2 separate regions of the Gossypium hirsutum genome follow, and region 1 is linked to region 2. The links are chromatin contacts, called in public Hi-C maps. All regions are on one chromosome and are shown on one strand. The core of a region is the stretch at or near the end of the contact, and the rest is flanking DNA. Distances in the headings are between cores, read along the strand shown.

Evidence for each region. A called contact is a pair of places that touch in the nucleus more often than the background predicts.
Region 1: a Hi-C map of leaf shows a contact between it and region 2, with 2.9 times the contacts expected there. The contact joins the promoter of LOC107911211 here to the promoter of LOC107911282 in region 2. A contact is called at or near these places in 9 of 34 Hi-C or Micro-C datasets (callus, hypocotyl, leaf and 2 more).

What each region holds. Positions count from the first base shown.
Region 1 is chrD08:41,950,864-41,956,149 of Gossypium_hirsutum_v2.1, forward strand. LOC107911211 reads right to left here and starts at 2,005. Exons shown (of 7, transcript XM_016839091.2): 1 at 1,467-2,005; 2 at 984-1,110; 3 at 822-904; 4 at 603-666; 5 at 366-483; 6 at 59-213. The coding sequence starts at 1,043. LOC107911202 (fumarate hydratase 1, mitochondrial) reads right to left here. Exons shown (of 7, transcript XM_041098187.1): 2 at 4,969-5,050; 3 at 4,729-4,823; 4 at 4,497-4,638; 5 at 4,358-4,387; 6 at 4,198-4,263; 7 at 3,574-3,970. The coding sequence starts at 4,763. The coding sequence ends at 3,884.
Region 2 is chrD08:41,813,953-41,818,752 of Gossypium_hirsutum_v2.1, forward strand. It overlaps LOC107911282, which reads right to left and starts at 2,823. Exons shown (of 15, transcript XM_016839153.2): 1 at 2,706-2,823; 2 at 2,308-2,422; 3 at 1,980-2,065; 4 at 695-785; 5 at 446-495; 6 at 1-16. The coding sequence starts at 2,376.

The DNA of each region.
Region 1 (5,286 bases), core at 755-3,254, 140 kb after region 2:
TTAGAACAGCACATTGTACTCTGTTCATATATATGCATATTAAAGACGCATTGTTTACCTGTATTTGAGAAACATGTGAACATTCATAGCGCAGTCCTTGGCGAGTTAAGATATAAAAGGAATATCGTGTTCCTTCATCTTCTCTCGTGAAACTTGGCAAGGAACCTACTTCCACAACATCGGACAGTAGGGTGGAATCCTGAGGGCTCAAATCTGCAGATTGTAAATTAAGAAGTTGATTATCAAGTCATGTTTATAATTAATATACCAACCTGTTTCATGTATCCTTCAATCTTACTAGTTTACTTATTGCTTTTTCAAAGTTTAGCTCCATTTGAAACTTAATTCATCAAAGGGTTAATTACCTGTGGAGAGTAAATAGAAGAATATACATTGGCCGTGAAGAACAATGAATCGAGGAAGCCAATCGTTGATTTTGGTATCATCGATAGGAGCAGGTTCTCCGGGTAAAGCTGTCCATCTCTGAGAATGAAAGATATGTAGGAAGATCATTAACCAGGAGAGTAACAGTACTGCAAGAACAAAGAGCTGGATGCAGGATAAACTTGATACAAATGATAGCAAAATTGGAAAATGCATACGGTTCGAATGTACAAATAGCCAGAAAGTCGAGCCGATCGCAAAATCCCATCGATATGTTCCAACCTGCAATGACACAGAAACATCATCACATGCAAAAGTATCCAAATCTGAATATTACGTAGGAATATTATTTGCTAGACCTCAAGAACTAAAGGTTCATATATAGTTGACCAAAATATACATAATAGTTCAAAGGACAAGATTCAGCTCTCCTTTACCGAGCTTTCATGTGAGCTTCTCTCTCTTCTATATCAGCGAGTTCCGATCTAAGTGATTCCAACTCTGCAGCCGTTAACTGAACCTGAAAATGGAGGTGACTAAGGGATGTATGATAATCAATGACAACCAAATGGGAAGTTCAAAGAGGCTGTTAAATGAACCTTTTGCTGACCATCAGCACCAGTCCAAGGCAGTCCCCGCAAACTGAACAGATTCAACATGAATGCACCACTTCTCAATCTTTGCCGAGACTATAAACTGCTACGGGACCTATCCTAAAGCGGAACCCTTCAATATTGAGATAACATGTATATCAAAAGAATAATCAATCACTCATGCTTCCTAGATTTAGAATTAAAATCTCATAAATCTACTTTGTCATAAAATTCGTATCTAACCCACTTACAGGGACAAGGTTTTCATGAACCGGGAACAATTAAACCATTGAATTTTCAATTTTTTTTACATCAAAGTGAATCAATTAACCCGTAATTAACAGCTCAAACTATTACAAAAAGAGAACAAATTATGCCCCATATTCGAAAGCTAAAACAACAAACTAAAAGCAAAGCAAGAAAACTAATAAAACCAAAATCCCATTAACCAAAGTAAATAAGTAAAAAAAAAGGTTCTGCAGAGCTTACAGAAGTTGATCTCTTTTTGTATACGCAGCAGGAGCAGAAAAAGAAAGAATAAGTTTGAATGATACAGATAATGATTTGGTTATAGAAAAAGAATTTCTAACAAAAGATGAAGAGATATTTTTCTCTTATCGCTGTTGTGTTAACGGGAAGTGTTTTGACTTTCCTCAAACTTGTACATAACCATGACCGGTGGGTAGAGTCGTTTCTGTATGATCGTATTGCTTAATGTTAAAAGACCATTATACACCCATCTTTTCTTGTTTTTTCCCTTCGGCTCATGGAGTGAAAGAAAAGGCTTGATAATCTGCGTTACCAACGCTGCCCCTGTTGATCCATTGATCAGTGCTGGATGCTTGATTGAGTCAAACAATTCCATGAGCCCAATCTCTGATCCATCATTTATCTCTTCGCATCCACTGCCTAATACAATTGTTACCATACCGATAATCTTGATTTATGCGTATGCTGTTTACTCTAGGTGATACATAGGTAAATAGAAATTCTAAGGGGAAAGTGAGTCCGAGTAGTTCCTTACTTTCGCCTTAGTGCCTTGGTGATCTAATCAAGAGATTACTCAAAATTGATTTCAGGTAACAACCTCCACGTGAAGATCTTGATAGTTGAGGACAAAGCTAATAATTGTAGTATATCACTTAGGGCCAGTTTTTCATTACTTTTCAAAACTGCTGTGGAAACGTACTTTTGAGAAGTACTTTTGAGAAATACTTTTGAAAATTTTGATTGTTTGGTATTGTTGTTAAAAAGTGCTTTTGAAGAATAAAATGTCCATTTTAGACATGATATTATAAAGTAACAAATATGTATTTAAATAATATTCAAATTAGTTAATATTATGATTTTTAGCAAAAATATAAAAAATATTTTATTATAACTTATGGTTAATATTTTAATATATAAAATTAATTTTAAATATTTCTAAGTAATTAATATTAATTAATTATTAAATTTAATTAGAATATATAAACTATATTTAAATATTTAAATATAATAATTAAATATTTGTAATTGGATATTGACACAATTGTATTATTATAAAAATTATTTTTTATTTTTAATTAATGCTTTCAACACATTTGTATTATTTTATTTTAAAATGTATTTAAATATATAACTCATATTAGATATTAACATAACATAGAAAACATAAACCTAACAAATTAAAATATTACATATATTTGGATTGAAGTTTTAAAAAGGAATAATATTTATATATCAAATATAAATACTAAAAATTTTACAATAGCATTTACAATTTAAAGTGAATTCATTAAACTAGAAGCTATAGCATCTCTTGTTAATTCCATTTCAAAACCACTTAAATTATTTGATTCACCGTCATCATCACTATTATCGTCGTCGTTGTCATCATCATCACTTTCCTATTAGCAAGGAAGGATTTAGTGGAATAGTAAGCATCTTGTTTTGGATTTGGTAATTAAATTTTAAATAACAATAATAATCTCACATTCAAAAAGTAATATTTTATTAATTTAGTTAGAGAATGCAAAAATTATAAACAAGCCTAGTTAAACTCGATGTAAAAAAGCTTAATCAAACTTGAACATGAGCTTAAAAATGATGCTCGATCGAGCTTGAGCAAAGTATCAAACATTGAATTTTAAATGAGCACGACTCGACTCAATTACACCCTAATTATTTATCAACTTGATTATTCGGGGTGTTGATTGGTCAAAGAAGGATTATAAACTCATTTTGATTACTGCTAGAAACACCTTAACCATGGTGGATAACGATCAGTAGGGATGGGAAAGCTACCGGTACTATTGGACTTGTCAAACAAAACATGGTGTTATGCTCACTAGAACTTGATTGGTAGATAAATGAGCAAAGCTAGTTATAATGACTACGGTGGCAATAGTAGAAAAATTCTTCCAAAAATCGAACTTACTAGCTTCATCACTGAATGTCATCATTTTGCATCTCTCCAAATGAAAGCTTTTTTTCTTTTTTCTCCTTTTTGGTGTTCAAGAGAAAATATACACATTTTGCAGTACTGTTACATGAATAACTTAAATGAAAGGCAACACCTTTAACATACATAAAAAAGGATTCAAGAGCATTAGTATGTACCAAAACTCGATGCCATCTCTTTTATTTTGCCTTCAACTTTACTTCAATCAGTCTCCTTACAAATGAGGGAGGTTTTCCCCTTATTAGTCAATCCGCGACTGTTATTTTTTTTCACTACATAAGCTGCATAAACAATTCCAAGCAAATGGGAAACCTCAATAATATTGTTTTCCATAATCAGAATATGAAGAAAATCGCGGTCGGATTCTATTTTGTAATTTGACTGAGAAAAATGGTCTTAAAATTAATTAAAATCTAAGCAATTGCTGCTCAAGTCTCCTCTAGCAAAAAAAAAAAAAAAAAATTCAGTCAGATGGGCCAATCATTTTCTCTGGGACCACAAGAGTGTCAAATTCTTCGCTTGTGAGCACACCAAGGCTCAATGCTGCTTCCTGCAGAAGATAAGCATAGAAACAAGTGTAGGTCATATTCAGTATTTCAGCCATCAAAGGAAAGGATTAGGACAAACATTGAAACAGTTCCATATGAGAACAACTTAAGTGAGGTCGAATTTCCATATTAAGATGTCAGTAAGCACAACAAAACAAAGTCATTGCTATCCATGATCGCATCAAAGATACTCAAGAAGTGAACCATAAAGAGAAGAAACAAATCTCACCTTCAAAGTGGACCCCTCCTTGTGTGCTTTCTTGGCAACTGCTGCAGCATTGTCGTAACCAATTTTCTGAAAGCAAAGAGATCATTAGAGACGTGTTCAAAATGCAAAAGACTCATTGAGGAACAACTGATCCTAGATAGAAGCAGGGAAGAGAACTTACAGGGTTCAAAGATGTGACAAGCATTAGAGATTGCAAGACCATTCAAAATGTCACAAGACAACATATGATCATTAGCTTGACAATCTATCATATGGTATCAAAATAAAATTAAAACATTCAAGATGTGGCATCAACTGACCTCATGCAGTAATTTAGAAATTCTTTCCCTATTGGCTTGAATTCCCCTCACACAGTTCTTCTCAAATGAAGCAAATGCGTCACCCAGCAATCTTAATGACTGATAGCAAAGGACAATGATCATCAATGAATGAAAATGACCACTGAATAAGAAAAATGCTGAAACCATCAGAATAATGCCAACCACACTCACACACACACACAAAAGAGGGTTATCCAAATTGCAGACAAACCTTCCCAGTAAGCGTATGTCATTTGCAACCTTCATCAGGGACGTAGCAACAGTGTTTAGGGCTCCGCTAGTTTCAACAAAGGCATCATGTGCAGCCTGATTAAAGAGAAATAAATATTCATGAATGTGTAACTATTTTGCATGACAACTTAAAATGGAAAAATAATCAATTCCTTCAACCTAAAACAAAATGGAAAAATAAATAAATAAAAGCTTGATCAGAGAGAGCTAAGAGATTCCCCAAAGCTTCAAACTTATTTTCTGCTGTGACAAATGGCAAGTTTGTCTCATCTGCTACGGCAGCAGCAATTTTTGCATCAAACCTAGATCAATTTTAACATTGGGCATTGTCAAGTTCAGTACGAGAATCCTAAAGGAACATTGTTATGATGATAAATAATGCTCTCAAACAAATAGTTCATTCTTTATAATAATTTCAGTTTTAAGTTTGCATTTAGTAAATTTGGTAACAGCAGCTTCAAGCCATGGCATAGCAGATGCAACATCTATTAATATAAAAATAATATCTAGAAAGTTTACTCAGGTGCACTAGCTTTAA
Region 2 (4,800 bases), core at 1,573-4,072:
GGACCAATCATCCTCTCTGCATATGTAAAAAGAGAGTCAAAATCAGAACATAGAGAAGAATCTTAGCAACTCAATCACCATAGTTCTTCACAAAGATAATATGTAATTACTGTATCATAGAGGGTCATTTTCCAAATTGTTTAATTGCAAAATTTTCTTGAAATCCAGAATATCAAAATAATGCATAAGATATGAATCTCCAATCACCATATATAACCTCCAAAATCTAATCCATACTACATAGTTGCAATATGTTGTTTCATGTTAAACTTGAGAGATTAATTCATTTATTAATATAACAAAGGATGCAAAACAAACAAGAAACTATATGGACACCAGGATGTAACGCAGGCAGTTTCAAGAATCCAACATAAACTAGAATTTCTTTTCCCTCTTTTGGTGGACAAATGAAACTGAGTTGTAAGAAAGTAGAATTGAGAAGCACCTGGAAAATGTCTCATCCTCAACTTTGTTGCTTCCTATGGTGTCATATACCTTCATGATCAAATTGGTAGCTCAAATGATTTAATCAACATATTGCATATACTTTCACAAAGAATTTCAAGGTAACTAAAGGTGAAGTAGCCAAATTAGCATACAGATGGGCCATTTAGAGAAAAATAACTTTTGTAAAATAACTAGCAGGAAAAGAGGGAGGCCAAAATCAAAGCTTTAAGAATTTTGCATAACTCACTGGGACACAGGTGATTAACTGAAATTCACTCTGGCAAAGTGGGCAAAGGTTTGTGATTGTTGCCCAGTTGTCAATACATGCAAAACAAAACCTGAAATTCACAAGATGAACCCGCATCATCAAATTCACAACAGGATCCAAAGACATCAGAACACTAATTGATTTTTTAATCAATCTCAAAAAAGTGTCACATTAAAAAAATCAAAGTACAGAGTCAAAACAAAATAACAGTGTAGCTTCTTCTACTTAACTTTACTCCTTGAGGAGAAAGATTGAGAAATATAATCTACAAGTGAACGTAATAAGATTGCGGGAATGAAAGATTATCTTTCGTAATAGGATTACGGGAATGTAAGATTTTGCGTTTACAAGTTCACTTCTTTCAACATTTTTTAGTCTCAATTTTTTATAAATTAAAATAACTTAATAAATTCACTTTTATTACACCTTTATTTTATCATATGAATTCAATTTCTTTTGAAGGATCATATGAATTCAATTGAACCACAACTAAACCTAATTATGAAAATTTATTTATATGGTTTGTCTCCACACCACATGTTGATCATTTTAGGAATGACCCAAATATGTATACGAGTCAGCTCAGCCAATTTTTGGAGGACTGTGTGCTTACTTGTTGCAGACATTCTTAAGTACATGAAACACTGACCATAACCAAATTCTTTAATTTTTTTTTCAAACAAGGAAAACCCTACAGTTTATATACTCACAAAGATTGTATTTACGTATGAAAAATCCATTCTTAAAGTTATTTCATGGTTGATAAAGAACATAGTTTTCTTCTTTTGCCTTGTAAGAAAAGTAGTATATTAAGGCAGGCTTTGTCAAAAAATATCCATACAAATATACAAAATAGAGTATCTGCATCAATTTTAGTTTTCAAACTTAAAAGAGAAAAAGAGAAGAAAAAAAGAAGAGATATTTTGGTTTTTGTCTTAAAATATAATAAAAAGGATTATATTGATAAATATAATGAAAAGAGAAGTAATTTTGTCCTAAATTCAGATTCCGCCCGGAATATCAGATTACCTAAGAAAGAGGCCATAACACCCTATAATATTACGGGATGGCTAGAATGTTGAAATCCAAACACCGTAGTCTGGAATGTATGTTACGCGGCGAACCAAACGCCCCCTAAGAGAAAACTAGATGCCTACCCACACTACTAGCGCCATAAAGAAAAGGAGCTTTGCTTCTAATTAAAGATGCTGCAGGGGGTAAAGATGAAAATAGGAATAACTAGAAACAGTATGCAGAAAAATACCAGTGTTGACAGCAATCAAGAACCCCCCTGTCAATAATAATATTCATGCATATCCCGCATCTTCCGCCATCGAAATTAGAAAGATCCTGTATTTAAAAGGAAAAGGAAAAGAACACAGACATTCAAGACTCTAAATCAAACAACTATCATAAACCAGTGCAAGTATTTGAATACTTTTTCCACGCATCTAACACTAGAGTTTTCAACTTTCAGCTACAAAAATCAAAGAAACTAGGATACAATTGGAAACAAAATAAAAGATAAAGTAAAATGAAATGAAATAACCGAAGTAATAATAATCCGAATAATCATTTAACTAGAAGCTTACATTGTTTTGATCAATAACTGGAATAGTATCCTCGTCCAAAATTCCACTTGCAACCAAATCCACATCCATTTTTATCTTTTCAAAAATTACAAACCTGTCAAGAATAAATGAAAACCTACAAGAATAACAACAAAAACCCAGTAAAATATCAAAATCATATAAAAAATCAAATGATCAAAGATACATGCATACTTAGGATCGTCTGGGTATGCATATATCGATGTTATTCAAAAACTTAAGTTGCTAACCTCACAGAAATAGGGATTTTCAAAGAAGTTTAAGAGGTCAATTCAGTAATTAAATAAAAAAATTAGAAATAAAGAGGGAGAGAGAGAGAGAGAGAGAGAGAGAGAGAGAGAGAAATATGAAAAATGGGAGGATTAAGAAAGATTAGTTACCTTTTAAAGCGAAAAGATTAGAAGCGAATGAAAGAAGAGTCCGCCATCCCCTTTCTCGTGTCTGTATCGCTGAAGTGAAGATGTGATGAGGATCAAGAAAGGGCATCTTCGTAACTGCGAGTTTCGAAAATTGAATATGCTGCCTTAAAGCCTAATATGAATCTTGGGCTTTGATATGGGGCAACTAAAGCCCAATATTTGCGCTATCCCAAGTAAATAAATAAATGAAAATGATTGTCTTTTTTTGGCCCATTATTTTTTTCTTCTTTCTAGAAGTAGAATTAAAATATGATCATAATTCTGTTTGGTAATATGAGGAAGTTATGAGTGACCTTAAACAGCTAAAGATATTTGTCAACAATAGTCTCTGCATTCGTCTCCCAATAAATGTCAAATATAGGTCCTAAATAAAGATAAAACTACTTTTCTTTTTTTCTTTTTTAATTGGAGGAAGGGAATATGGTTGGACTTGGATCGAACCCAAGCTCTCATGTTTATAATATAATACTCTTATCATTGCATCAAGAGTTTATTGAACATATTTTCTATGTTATAATTCCAAATAAAATATCCCATTCCACATTACCGTTACCTGTTGTTACATTCTCTTTATTATTAAAACTAAAAAGTAAACATTCATTTAAAGAATTAGAAAAGAATGTGCTTTTATAGTCGATTGGTACAATCCTCTCCTTATAACACCCAAAAGTTTCTATAAGACATAAAACACTATTTTGGAATCGAATATAGTAAATTTTTAACAAAATTAGAAAATGAGTCAAATAAAGAATTTTTATGAAATAAAAATTGATGTTAGAGATAAAAATCAAAGAAAAATATTATGGATGTGGAAATGTGGCAAAAAGGAATAAATTGGAATTTTAGAAAATTACCGATACCAAATTAAGCTTTGACGTTTCATAAAATCAAATTCAAATCATAAGGTATCGATACTTGAATCAATGTACCGAAATTTCCTTATAGTTACCGATACCTCACCTTAGTCTCGATACCAAATTGGCCTTCTATTTGTTTGTAAAACCGATTGAAAATACTAGGCATTGATACACTTACCAAGGTATCAATACCTTAAAGTAAATGTGACAAAAACTACCATTTGGTCCCTTTTCATGCCAAAACCAAAATTAGTTAAGATGGTGCACTTAACCACACATCATACCTACAGAAAATACTCCAAAATACATACCAATCAATGCATATAGCCATTACCAATTCAAAACATCTTTGATACTAATTCAATCCAACAACTTGTTTAAAACACAAACTAGTCTTTCTTCTTCCAAGCCATTCAAATCACATACCAACCATGCCATTTCCAAGTTCAATTCTAACCATTAGCACATTTAAATAAACCATTAAAACACTATGTATATCTTCACATAACATGACCAAATCATGCCTCAATACAAGTGCAAGCATTATCATTTCATAATATATATACTAGTCCAAATTCAAACCAAGCATATAGTTTCAAGTTGACTTACTTTTACTACCTATGTACATGCCACATAATCGAAATTAAAACGAGCAAAAGACTATTGAAACATTGATAGGATAGTGTGAGCTTCATGATGATCCAATCGACATGTTCCGTAAACTGACGATCTACAACAAAAAAGGACATAATGGGTAAGCATTTTTGAATGCTTAGTAAGTCCATATGAAATTTACTTAACTTACCTTAACATTACAACAATTTTTACAATTTTCATACAATGATATCTAATATGGCATCTTTGGCAACCTTACACTTCCATAAGAATTTCAACCAATGTATCAAATGGGTTAGTTCAAAATTATATCATGAACTTATAATACAATCATATATGTATATAACATTCCATCATATAACACATAAAACTTAATTGTAACAACTCGATAGTCAGGGGTGTCGAAAAAGTGTATTTTTGGGACTCTGTTTCAACAAACCAGACCCGTAAATATTTACGGAGTCATATTAGAGGCGAATTAAATTTTTAGTAAGCAATTTTCTTGAATTAGGAGTTATTAAGGTACAAGGACCAAATAGTGAAAGAGTCAAAAGTTAAATTATAGATTGAAATTAATTAAAGGG